Linked DNA regions of Sus scrofa: region 1 is linked to region 2. Evidence: chromatin contacts called from public HiChIP or PLAC-seq data. All regions are on one chromosome and are shown on one strand. Each heading gives the region's core, a stretch centred on a gene start, on an enhancer-like site or on the middle of the called end of the contact. The rest is flanking DNA. Distances are from core to core; before and after follow the strand shown. Region 1 holds the start of CLDND1 (claudin domain containing 1). Region 2 has its middle 23 kb from the start of CPOX.

Region 1 (6,855 bases), core at 3,640-6,139, 43 kb after region 2:
GTAAAGATCATTGCTTTCATCTTTGTGTTCTCTGAGACTTTTTACCATACTGCTTATAAAATACTTATTACCTCTCTTTACATGGTAAGTTGTTTTGGTGTCTGACCTCCTGAGCTGATCATGAGCAACTTGAAAACAGAGATCACCCATTGTCTTTCTGTCAGCCTCTAGCTTATAGTAGTTACCCAACTAAAGTCTTTTTTTGTCCTCTTAAAGCCAGTGTGGCTGCCAGACTACACTATTCATGTCAGAGTCACCTGGGGTGCCTACTAAATTCTAGTTTTCTGAACCTGGTCCCAGTCTGTCGAATCAGAGCCATTATGAGTGGAGTCTAGGGCTTTATGTTTAACGAGCACTGAAGGTGATCTTTACACACTAAAGTTTAGAATCACTATTCTAAGGTATTCATCTTAACCAACTTTATACATTATTGTTATTATTTCAGTTAACTTTTTAAAAAATTTATGCTTTGTTATTATTTCAGCTAACTTTTAAAAAATCACCATTTGAATGTCTTAGAAGTCTTCTGGCCTGGATCTCGGAAAATTTTAGGAATTAATTTACACCTCAGGACTTTCTGTTATTCTGTATTCAATTCCTGAAATATGTTCAGAATTGGCTCAAATGTTGAAAACAGGCACAGAGTAAGTTGACCACTGAAGCATCTGCTCAGGTGGCTATATTGTCATCAGACAGCCATAGATGTGAGTTACAGTCTCTGCTTCACAGGTGGACTGAAAGTTCTGTGTGAATACAGCCACCCCCCACTGGCATTACAACGTATTACTTCTGTTTCTTCCCTATCAACCCCTGTGGTCCCAACATATTAGTTCTGTTTCTTCCCTACCAGCCCCTCTATCATGTATTAAATAGGATTCACCAGATTATGTAGCATATAGCACTGTAAAAAGAAATCTCTGTTCATATATGCTCTACTGATATGTCCCAGAATAAATGGCCAAAATCATGAAGCAAACTATTTGTTTTTCATAAATCTTGTCAGACAGGGTGATTTTATATTCATTTGTTAGAAACGCTCTCTTGTCCATATCTTATTTGAGCATCATAAAATGTATAGCTATTTAAATTATTTAAATTGCCCAGTTTAAGAGATCTATTTACACTCTAAGAGTTAGTGATTTTTTTTTTTTTATTCTGACAGTTAACTGGAAAGTTTAGTGCAATACAACGTAATATATCATGCCAAATTAAGTGGCATCCTTTTGCTGCTTTTAGGGTCCTCCTTTACTTCATTTATTGGATTATTTCCCTTGGCACCCCATATTTACATAAATAGCAGTGATGTTATGATTCTAGGCACGTATACTTTAGGTTTATTCATAAACATTGATTTAATCTGGATTTAGGTTGTGTACAGCAAAAATTCTATTTATTTACATTGGTGTCCTAGTACCCAGCACAGTGTCTGGCATACATTAGATAGATAGTCAATAAATGTTTGTAGATCTGAACTGAATTATGCTTGAATTTTGAGTCATTTCCAATGAATACAGACTTTTCATAAACTTCATGGACACCTTCCATTTTTCATTATAACTGTTTATTGTTGAAACAGCCAAGGTCTGAGTTGCTGATCTTTTCTAATCAGAATGCATTGAGTCTTCCTCCTTTTCCTTTGTTCTGCATTTCCCACTCCCTCTGCATTCTTGGATATTGTGTAGGCTGAAGGTGTAAGATACATGAATTCTCCAGTGAAACTTCAATTCTGTGGATCTATGACAATCATATTTTGGAGCTATGTTATTCTCCTTTCAGCAGAATTATGAATCATAATATTTTAGAGCTTTAAGTGACATTAGTGGTCATCCAGTAAGTCACTTTACTAATGAGGACACTGGGGCCCAGAAAGTTGTAATTTACTGAAGATCCACATTGATGATTTTGAAATCAAGGACAATTTAAATTTAAATTTCTCATCTACATATGGTCCATTCTCTGTCCTTCAGAAGCATGGACATCCACTGCAGCTCTGTGTAATGTTTGACAGGAATTACTGAAAGGAAAGAGCCATTTTAGATGAACTTTTCTATTTGCTTTGTCCTTGATTAATTTAGCCATTGTTCTACAAGAAATTGTTACAAGGAAATTCAAAGAATGATACGATTTTTTAAGGATAGCTGGTGACTGGAACCCAGAACATGCATCTATTTCTACTTTCACCCTTTCTGCATGCCAAAGTTCATAAGGAAAACAACCAGGATAAAATTATATGAGAAAAAGATAATGGGGATATATATTGCTTAATATAATTTTTAATTCCTTAAAAAGTACAATTAAAAATAATATTTAACTATCTTAGGGAGTCTGGTATTGAAGGGAATGCTCGCATAAAGAGTTTTGTAAGCATACAATATAAACAAGTTATAATAAATGCATATCTATATTTTTAGTTTATTGGGTTTATTTACAGTGCAGTGTAATTACAACACCTTCTTGCTGAAACTAGGATGATCTTTAATCAAACTAAGCCAGAGGTCTAATTCAACTTTGCTTTTAAATCTGAATTTAATGGACTTTACCTTGTTGCACTAAATAATCTTCAATATTTATGAAAATATGTCAGGCCAGCTACTCTTTTCCAAACAGTGCAGTAAGAAATGGCAATAGAAATTTAATTAATTTATTAAGGACTTATTTTGCCTATCTACGCAATGAGCAAGCACAAATACAAGACAGAAACCCCCAAGACGTAGAGATAAATAAGAAATACAGTGTTTGGTGGTAGTGGGCGTCGCGAGGTGGTTCAAGTGCCCTGTGCTGAATGGGAAGGATGGTCACAACTTCAAACATACAGACACTCCCAGGGCTATACTACATGGGTGACCGAAATGTGTCTTGTATTTTTCAGGCATTCTGCAGACTTGATGGATAAAAGCATCACCCTCCTTTGCAGGTCTTGCCAGAAACATCAGCCTCCTGAATTATGAAGACACATGTAAGCTATGAGCAGAGCTAACAAAAGATGCCTGGAATCTGGTCCTGGCAAGTCTTTCCTAGTCATCAGGCATTTAGTCCAGAGATTCATTAAGTCTCCTGAAGTGAGCAGGGACCCTTACCTCCAATAGCAGCTTATTCCTAGCTTCCAGGAAGAATTAAGAGCTTTGAAAGGGCGTTGTTTTTTCTTTTTTTTTTTTAAAGACCATACTCAAAGATTACAGGTCTTGAACAAAATATTTACAAATAATAATTTAACAATTGTTTACTATGCCCCAGGGCCTGTGATGGGTATTATACATATTTTCTCATTTAATCCTCACAATGATCATGTGGTATAGGTACTATTGTCAACCTCATATTTTGGAGAAAAGAAAACAGATTTAAAGAAGTTAAATAAATTGTCTAATGTCACCTCAATATTCAAGCTTGAAGTGTTATTCCCTGGTCTCAATTCTCTTGTCCATGAACTGAGGTGGTGTCTTCCTCTTCCTTTTCTAAACTTCTCTTTAACCTGGATGTATTGTAACTTCACTAGAGATATAGTTCTGAAGGTAGGGAATTTCTAGAGAAGGTCAATGTATATAGCCATTTCCTTGTGAATAAATGCATGGAGGGGCTCTAAATGCAAATTAACAATTTACTGTGCACTGCTACCATTTTCTCTGGTTGGTTCCTCTGACAATTCTCCTCTGGCAAGGTATTCTACATGAAAATCCAGTCATATTTGAATATTATATTCTATTACCTTATTTTACTTATGTGTTAGATATGAATAGCAGTTCAACTTAGGCAAAAGAAATATAGCTAAAGATAGAGAAACAGATAGCTATGTCTTCAGTCTGTCAGGGTGGTAGAAATTTAGTATCAGCCTGGGGCTCCCACCTTTCTCCTGTTCTGTAGCTAAATTTGAAGGCATTTGAGGGGTGAAGTAGGGTTTGACAGCACCTCTGGTCCTTGAGTTGGCCGTCTCTGTAGGTACCTGTTGAGAAACCTATCATTGCTGGTCTCATGCCACATTCATGGGTCTATACACATCACTACAGAGATGTCCCTGCTTTCTGTCTGTGAATTTATATGCAATACTTGAAGGCTCATTTTGTTTTCTCTGAGCCATAAAGTCATTTGCAGTCTCTCAGGTTGTGCATGATTCTTTCTGCTTAAGGCAATGTTCTCAAAAATTCAGTCTTTTTCATACTATATAAACAATTTTTTATTCACTTTTTTTGACATATCTGGGACTCTCAGCATTAACTTAATGTTTTTCTTTAACTAACTGTAATTAATTTTAAAAGGGTGCTTTACTACAATAGAAAATATCACTTGCCATAAAGAGAAAGCAGCCAACAAACAAAAATTGTATGAAACCCAAAGGATGCCATTACATGCTAGTTGGATACTGTCTGTCAGATTACATCCTTCTTAGTCTAAACTTAAGCAATAAAATCAGAAAGACTATCTGGTGCAATGAGAGCGAGGTTGTGAGAGAGTAAGTCAATGGGTTATCATCTCGAAAGTATAATCTCATTGCTGTTCACAAGTAGGGTAGTGGTGAGGAAAACACAAGATTGGAAAATCCGACTCATAAAGTCACAACTAATGAGTATCAGTGACCAGGCAGGTCGCCTTACTTGGTGGACGTTCGTTCCTTCCTCAGTAAAAAATAAGAATCCAACAGCCCAGACCTCCCTTTCGCGTACCGACTGCCCCTCCGGAGCCGAACTACACCTCCCACAACTCGCCGCGCGCGGCGCCGGGAATGCCGTCCGCTGCCTCTCGCTGCTTTTCCTCTGTCCCTCCTACAACTCCCACAAGCCCCCTCGGCTCTGTGGCCAGGCCCAGCCCGGGGTGGAGGCGGAGGCGGAGGCGCGGGAGTTATGGAGGGGGCGGGCTCTGCAGGGAAGTGCGTCAGAAGAGGCGTGGGGAGAGTAGGGTTCTGTGGTTTGAGCTTGAGGGTGAAGCTGGCGGAGCAGGAGGATGGGCGGTGAGTGAGCGGGGCCGGCGTCGCTCGGCAGGGGTCGCGTAGCTGTTGGACGTTTCCAGCCGTTTGAAAAGGGGCCCCCTACCCGGGCGCGGCCGGGGTGTGCGGGTTCTGAGCGGGGGGCTGTTGCGGGGCTTTTCCCTCGGCCGAGCGGTCTGGGGAAGGGCCTGCCCCGGTCACTGAGGCCCCTGGCTGGACCGCGCAGGGCTGCCCGGCCGTAGCTCTGGCTAGTCTCGACCCCCCGCCCGGCCACGAGGTGCGTCCCGCGAGGTGACAGCGCTAGGCGTCCGGCCTGGGCGAACTGCCGCTCCGGTGCCCGGGACCTTTTAAGGTCATTTGAGAGCACAAGGATGAAAAAGGATTAAAAAAGAATAAAAATACAAACCCAACCTCTGGAGTTAAAGTTAATTATTGTAATTGCTCTGGTCTCTCCTGAGTCACTTGCCATTTTCCAAACTCAGCAGCCCCAGTTTGCGAGCCTGTTTTCGTACTCCTTTTAAAGGTGTTTGGTGCGGTCATGGTATATACTTGCAGTATTTGACTCAGCTTGATCCGGCTTGAGTCATTTTACTGCGGCCATTTACTACTGCCGTTGAGCCCTGTCCACGCCTTTGGAGTGCTTGTATTTTGCCCGATTCTGGGTTTTCTTTCTGGCTGAGGAGGAATCATTTAGTTTGCAGATGAGGAGGTTCAAAAGTATAAAGAATGAGGACGGTCGATAGGAGTGAAGACTTAGGCAGCGTTAAGGAGCTTGGTTTAGCTTTAATGGATTAGGGGCAGATTGATATCTAGCATTATTATATATTATTATTCTCTTTTCTATTTCTTGCGCCTGAAACAACCTTCTCTCTGGTTTAACAAGCGTTTTCAACTGTCTTCTGAATAGCTCTCTACTCTTAACCTTGTTTTGGAAGGTTTCCCTAATCAGAGGAAACTGGGAGGAGCCGATTTCCTCTGCTTCCTTTTCTGTTGGCGGACTTGCGTACAGAGAGATGGGACCGAGGCTTATTGCCAGGAAGCAGTGTTTATTTGTGCCTGCACCGGCTCAGGATTCATATCCATCGGCTGAGCCGAGAGCGCAGGGGGGCGTAGCTTTATATACCCTTCATTAGTTGCCCCTTTACATTTTAGCCCCTTTGTCTTCCTTATGGGGTAACATACATTTGATTAGATGGTCTATGCTACAGAGTTACGCATGCGCACACAGATGCTGATGATTCCACGTTGCCTTCCCTTTGTTCTGGGGGGGCCCTAACCACATTTCCTCTGCCCTTTTCACACCCAGACTCAGAACAGTTAATGCTCTGCAGTCTTTCCTTAACCATTTATGCTAGGTACATTGCTGACTCTGGGCATGTCTGTTGTTTGTATCTGTAATGTGTATGTCCATTTCAGTGTTGTCTGTTTTAGTGTGCAGGTGATAGACTAGAGAACAAGACCTCTGTCTCCGTAGCATCCTGGGTATGTGAGCATTCAATAAGTACTTTCATGATAATGAGTTTTGTTTTGAACTTAAGAACATGCTTGCTTCTTCCTCTTTTTTTTTTTTTTTAAATTCATTGATGATTATACATTACTTTAAACAGCTTTGGGATGGGAAATAGGGTAAAGGGTGATTTTGAAATAATTCCTTTCAAAACCTGTATTTGTTCTTGAAGTCTAACTTTTCTTTCTTCCACTTGTAAACAGAGCAGTCTGAATGCCAGAATGGATAACCGTTTTGCCACAGCATTTGTAATCGCTTGTGTACTTAGCCTCATTTCAACCATCTACATGGCAGCCTCAATTGGCACAGACTTCTGGTATGAGTATCGAAGTCCAGTTCAAGAAAATTCCAGCGATTTGAACAAAAGCATCTGGAACGACTTTGCTAGTGATGAGGCAGATGAAAAGACTTATAATGATGCACTTTTTCGATA
Region 2 (6,631 bases), core at 978-3,477:
GCTTAGGTCTATAGATTATTCAATAAAACTCTATTGAAAGTTAAGGACCAATACAAGTTCCAGTGAGTAAGGAGGACTTAGGCAAAGCTTCCACAGTGTTGCAAAGCTAGCAGTGTCCTATTTCTTAATCTGGATCCTGGTACACAAGAGGCCATTTCAATAGTTCAGTGTATCAAGAGGATATTTCTTAATATCCTCATATTTTCTAAATATTAATAAATAGTAAATGTTTAATTATACCCTTTAAGTTAGGGCAGAAAAACTCTTTTGCTTTGATACCAACACGTACCTATTTATGTGGATTTTCCTTTTGGCATTCTGATTTGTGTATCTTTAAAAATCAATATTTAAATCAGTATTTAAATGAGTGCCTATGCTCTGTGGAAATTTTTGGAAAATAGCAATATCAAAAAGGAAATAATCAGAAATTTCCACTGTGGCTCAGCAGTAACAAGCCAAATTAGTGTCCGTGAGGACTGGGTTCCATCCCTGGCCTTGCTTAGTGGGTTAAGGACCTGGCATTGTTATGGCTGTGGTGTAGGCTGGCAGCTACAGATCCAATTCAACCCCTAGCCTGAGAACCTCCATATACCACAGGTGTGGCCTTGGAAAAAAAAAAAAGAAAGAATCATCACATTTATACTATCTTTCAGGAATAACCATAACCATCACCATCACCATAACTACTCAACATTTTGGTATATTTTTTTTTCTAGCTACTTTGTGTAAATTTGAATTTGTTCAATCATACTGTGTATACACTGTGGTAGCCTGATTCCCCCCCACCCCTTAACTTTATAGCTTCAGCACTGCCCCCTGTTATTTAAAACCTTCAAAGCCAGAGACCAGGCTGGCACTGCAAACAGGGTTTTCTTGAGCTCCTGACACAATTATCTTGGTGCTACACAATTGTCCACCCTTTTCCTTCAAGGGAATTTGGCCTCCAACTGGACAGGAGATTCAAGGCCTCTTTTTTTAGAAAATGATTTTATAGAATAATTCTAAACAAAAACAAAAAATAAAAGCTTTACCACTGGGAGGGAGCTTTGGCATTCTCACCACACACAGAGCTGTTTCCTTACCTCTCCTCACTGTCCCCTACACCTAGCGCTTTTCATTCAATTTTTAGTGCCTCTTTAAGGGCATAGATCATCAGCTATTTGAGGGAAATCTCCAAATACATGAGAGAAAGAAAGAGAAAGAATTAGAGACAGTGGACAAATGGATCTCTAGTTAATATCCTAAGACAGAAAAGAGACTTTAATAATGTATTTAGTAAAGAGAATTTAGTAATGTAGAGGTAAACAAGATAGATCTAAAAGATTAAAAAATGCTTACTTTTGGAGAGCAGGACTGGAGGTAGAGACCCATGAGACAGAATTGCTGTTTTTCGTTAATAGGTTTTACTATGATTTGATTTTTTTAACTGCTGGCATTTCTTAGGTTAATACAAAAATTAAAAAGTAAAGGCTGTGAATTTTTTTAAGATCTCAGAACTTGTTTTCATGATGCATACTTTTCCATCAGATGGGTGTTTGTTATCAAAGAGAAGTTTCCATTCTGTTACATTGATTTTTTTTTTATCATGAGTTGCCATTACCTTATCAGTGTTTTAAAGACCTCTTCCTGTTTTTAACCTCATGTTAAGATTCATTAGATGCATGTTACCTTCGAACTAGTCTGAGATCAGATGTGCTCAGAGAGAATAATTTCTTAACAGATTCTAAAAATTCTTCAAGATTCATGGAACTTCTGATATGGTACTAAAGTATCTTTTCAAATTTATGCTAATAAGTAAGATTATTGTTCATGAAATAAACTCTACAGTCACAGATTTCATACACTTCAAGGTATACAGGGAAGGTATTTCAAAGGTGTGTGCTAGACAGGATCCCAGATGTGTGACCTTTTTAAAGTTTCTGCTTGGGAGATTAGAAGTTATATTGAAAACAATGACCATCTAAAAATTTGACCACTGTTTCTGGGGTTATGTTTTCTAAACATAGCAGCCGTATGACTCAACCACAAAAACATCTCCTGAGTTATAGAGGAACTTGAGCAGGGTTGTTTTTGTCAAGAAAGAAACTTAAAAAAATAAACATTCTCGTTTTTATAGGTCTACTTCATTTTCTTCAAATTATATTTTAATGAGAACTTGAACAGCTTGCTACCAATGGCTGAAAAACCTTGACATGGTTTCCCTGGCAATCACTAGAATATGAAATGGAAATGAAAGTAAAGTTACCCGAGAAAAGAACAAAACCTCACAACTTCTCACTGCTCCCCCTTGGTCTCCTCCAAATTAGAGCAAGTTCAGAAGAAGGAATGAACCAGACTGGGGCTTGGAAAAAATGTCTGGCCTACTGCCAGGACTGACAGTCACATCATATATGTGGTGCCACCACAGCACCATTATCTCATTGTTGGCTTGGTACAAGATACAGCACAGGAGTTTGAGGAAATCAGATTGAAGGACAATTTCTGTTTAGGAAAAATGAGTTACTAGATGAAGAATGCTTCCTGCTGAAGTCTGTGGGCTTCCTCTCAACGTTGTCACGTGGTTTGCTTTCACCCTGGCCAGGTTCTGGTGTGGCCAAGTGGGTGGAGCCCTCTCATTCCTACTCTCCTTTTTTGGTGAGACATTTTGTGTTCATTGTTGTTTGTTCCTCATGACTTTTTAGTGCCTTGCTATAATCGTAAAGTCAGAAATGCCCTAAACTCCTCTCATTGACATAGCATGAAATTTTACCTGCATTTTTATTAATTTAGAAAAATGTTTTAGAGTTAGAAGCATATGAAGCACATAGATTTTTTTTTTTTCCTTTCTTTAAGGCCACACCCGTGGCATATATAAGTTCCTAGGCAAGGGATCTAATTGGAGCCGCAGCTGCTGTCCCATGCCATAGCCACAGCAATGCCAGATCCAAGCTGTGTCTGTGACCCACACCAGAGCTCACAGCAACACTGGATCCTCAACCTACTGAACAGAGCCAGGGATTGAACCTGTGTCCCCATGGCTACTAGTTGAGTTTGTTACTGCTGAGCCATGGTGGGAACTCCACAGAAGCATATATATTTTGAAAAGTGTATGTCCAAAGACAATATAGCATCATATTTTACGACTTACATGTCACTCCCTTGAATCCTTTAATTTTCTCCCACTATAAAATATTTTTAATTATATAATTTTCATAAAAATTTAGATAGGCAAACTAACAACTCATTTCCCTCTTTTGTAAACAGTCTTTTTTTTTTTTTTTTTTTTAAGTGTAGAGTTGTTGGTTCTCGCTTACATCTTTGTGGTTTGATGTCTTATCCTCTGGGTTGATTTCAATACTTTCTGTTCTATTACTAAAATACTTTTCTTTGCATACACACTTGCCCTTTTCTATATCTTTTTCATTTTCATAGGTGTAGATAATTCACATATTCCTTCCTTATAAGTAGAAGTTGAAATCTAGCCTTAAATAATTTCTGCAAACAGAAAGGATATATTCATTTATTTATACTTCTAAATTAAGGTGATTTATAATAACACATAAAATATAATAGGATGTACTCAATTAAAATATGAAAAGTTGGCAAGGGGAAACTAATGCTGAAAAATTAAGAAGCCAAGGAGTTCCTGCCATGGCTCAGCAGTAAAGAATCTGACTGGTATCCATGAGGATGCAAGTTCAATCCCTGGACTTGCTCTATGGGTTAAGGATCTGGCATTGCAGTGAGCTGTGGTGTAGGTCACAGATGCAGTTTGGATCTGGCGTTGCTGTGGCTATGGTATAGGGCAGTGGCTATGGCTTTGATTTGACCCCTAACCTGGGAACCTCCACATGCAGCAGGTGCAACCCTAAAAAAAAAAAAAAAAAAAAAAAAAAAAGCTAAGAGTATCAGTACCAAAATACTCACCAAATAGAGTCATAGCTTTGCTTAGTGCTCTATTCTTGTTTTTATTTAAATTTTTTTTAAATTAAAAAAAAAACAATAAAGCTGCTATTTGTTGTCTTATAAAGGCTGTCCTTTAGTCTGTGATTAAGGCACCAGCAGAACTGCTTCCTCTTCTCTTTCTTTCTCTTTCTTTCTTTCTTTCTTTCTTTCTTTCTCTCTCTCTTTCTTTCTCTCTTTCTATTAAAATGTAGTTGATTTAAAATGTTATGCCGATTTCTGCTGTACAGCAAAGTGACCCAGTCATAGATATTCAGAGATATACATTCTTTTTCTCATACTATCTTCCATCTTGTCTATCCCAGGAGATTAGATTTAGTTCCCTGTGTTAAACAGTAGAACTATCCTTGATTTTTGTTTACCAGCTTTAAGTCCCTTTCTTGTTGCCTGAGGGCTACAGCCCACCTGTATTAGTCAGGGTTCTCTAGAGAAACTAAACCTATAGAAAATACATTTCTCTTTATCTCTATATCAAGAGATTTATTTTAATGAATTGGCTTAATAGTTTCACATGTCTGACCCTAAGCAGTTCAATTTCTAAGGCCATAGGCCTGCAGACCTATGGAAGAGCCAATGCTGCAATTCAAGTCCAAATGAAGTTCATCTGCTGGCAGAATTTCTCCTTGTTCAGAAAGTTCAGTCTTTTGTTCTAATCAGGACTTTAGCTGATTAGAAGAGGCCCAACCACATTATGGAGAGCCATCTGCTTTACCCAAAGTCCATTCATTTAAATGTTAGTCTTATTGAAAAAACCCTTGAGGAAACATCCAGAATAATGACTGACTACATATCTGGGCACCATGGCCCAGCGAAGTTGACATATAAAATTAACCATCACACAACAGAAGCTTGCTCCTTGCGTTTGCCAGGTACTTGCCCCCATCAGCTACTTGCCCCCCTCCCTTTTGTTGTACATTTCTCCGTACATTTTCCCTAACCCCTGAATGTTCTCTTAATCCTTTTTTCTCACCCCTCACACTAAAGAGACTCATAATTCCAAAGGGGAGATCAGGCCACGAGTTCATATTTCCAGGATTGGGTGAAGCTCCTCTCCTTTCTAGTGGCCAAGTGCTGGTGAATAGGCTCCTAGGTTATCTGGAGCTTCCTGATAACTTCTCCTCTAACAGCACAGCCCCCACCAGCTCTTTGTAAAAAATCCTCACATAATTGCAGGCCTATCATGAGCCACTACTTCTGCTAAAGTGTTTTACAGTTGAGGAAGTAGCTTTTCTGACATAGGCCATATATTTTTTGGAGCCAATGAAGGCCTGGGAGCTTCAACAATTTACCTTAATCCCTAAGAAAGATAAGCAATAGGACAGTTCATGGGAAAGTCTCCCAGAACACAGTAGTGTAGTGTATATTTTCTGCTAGAAGAGAGTCTTCCTTTACTTCTTGCTCTCCTGAAGAATAGTCAGGGATTGTGGGAATTAATTGCTGTCCCTGGCAGGTTTCTAGAGCTTGTGAGGAAAATTAACTCTCTAGCTTTCTTTCAACAAAGAAAACAAAAATGAAAAATGAAGTAAAATAAGACAAATAAATGGCAACACAAAAACACTTACAGGCCGAGACTCAAACATAAATCTGTATTGTCTCCCCTCACCTTCTTTAACCAGCCACCAGAAGACCCTTAAATGCATAACAATCATTTCTGAAACATTTGCTAATATTCCCATGCCATCCTAGCCCAGATCTCAGACCAGTCACTGCTGTGTGATCTAGGGAAGGTCACACAGACTCCACTCTTAAGTTACCACATCTGTAAAATAGAATGAGTAATGTGTTCCTCTCAAAATTACTGTGAGAAGTAACTGAGATAATGCATGAGAAAGAGTTCTGTAGGCTGTGAAGTGCATCTAGACAATATGTATTTATAAATCAGGTGAAGCCATATTGAAGACATTAAAATAAGTGATCAGATATTACATAGAGAATAAGGTAAATACTTAGTTATTACTTTAAAAGTGGGAAGAGGCGTAAATGAGATTAGCCAGGAAGAAGACTTCAGTCACCTACAGTTACACACCTACAGTTACACTTGCTTCCCTCCCAGTGGAAAATATAAATGTTCATGTGTGTTTACAACATAGATAGATGCCTTGGTAAAGTACTTTTCACTTTCTCTGATCAACATCAAAAATAGTGATTTTTTTGGCCTTTTTTTGGGGGGGGGGCAAACACTTGTCGTATGGAAGTTCCCGGGCTAGGGGTGGAATTGGAGCTGTAACCTATGCCACAGCCACAGCCATAGCAACGTGGGATCTGAGCTGCGTCTGCAACCTACACAGGATCCTTAACTCACTGAGCAAGGGCAGGGATCAAACCCTCATCCTCATGGATCTTAGTCAGGTTCATTAACTGCTGAGCCATGAAGGGAACTCAAAAAATAGTGATTATTTTTAAAGGTGAGTAATTTGAGTAATATGATGGAGGAATTTAGCTGAGAAAGTGGAAAACAATTCAGTGATAGTTATTTACACATATATGGAAACATTAAATACATATTTTTATATGTATGTATGTCTTATCTGGGAAGGAAATAGCATATTACTCCTCTATGTATTTTAATTCTTTTATGTATCTTGTTTCCCACCTATTGTTTAACTTTTTGATTCTCTTTATTTTTTTTTTTCTTTGTGATCAAGCGTACATCACAGACCATCTCAGGTTAGCTGAGAACATTATACTC

The links. HiChIP or PLAC-seq counts read pairs in DNA pulled down with a chosen protein or histone mark.
Region 1: a contact with region 2 is called in an H3K27ac HiChIP or PLAC-seq map of alveolar macrophages. The contact joins the promoter of CLDND1 here to the enhancer-like site in region 2. A contact is called at or near these places in 1 of 5 promoter capture datasets (liver), 16 of 47 Hi-C or Micro-C datasets (alveolar macrophages, blood, embryonic fibroblasts and 6 more) and 2 of 2 datasets of contacts at active chromatin or transcription factors (alveolar macrophages and skeletal muscle).

What each region holds. Positions count from the first base shown.
Region 1 is chr13:160,392,635-160,399,489 of Sscrofa11.1, forward strand. CLDND1 (claudin domain containing 1) reads left to right here and starts at 4,890. Exons shown (of 5, transcript NM_001243498.1): 1 at 4,890-4,939; 2 at 6,626-6,855. The coding sequence starts at 6,644.
Region 2 is chr13:160,352,099-160,358,729 of Sscrofa11.1, forward strand. No RefSeq gene overlaps it. Among named protein-coding and RNA genes, the nearest start is that of CPOX, 23 kb to the left of the region's middle. Within about 2 kb of position 2,228, at least 34 of the 83 cell types and tissues checked have an H3K27ac peak or open chromatin away from gene starts, as enhancers often do. A contact at or near this core is called in alveolar macrophages, fetal liver, liver and 1 more, where this site is marked.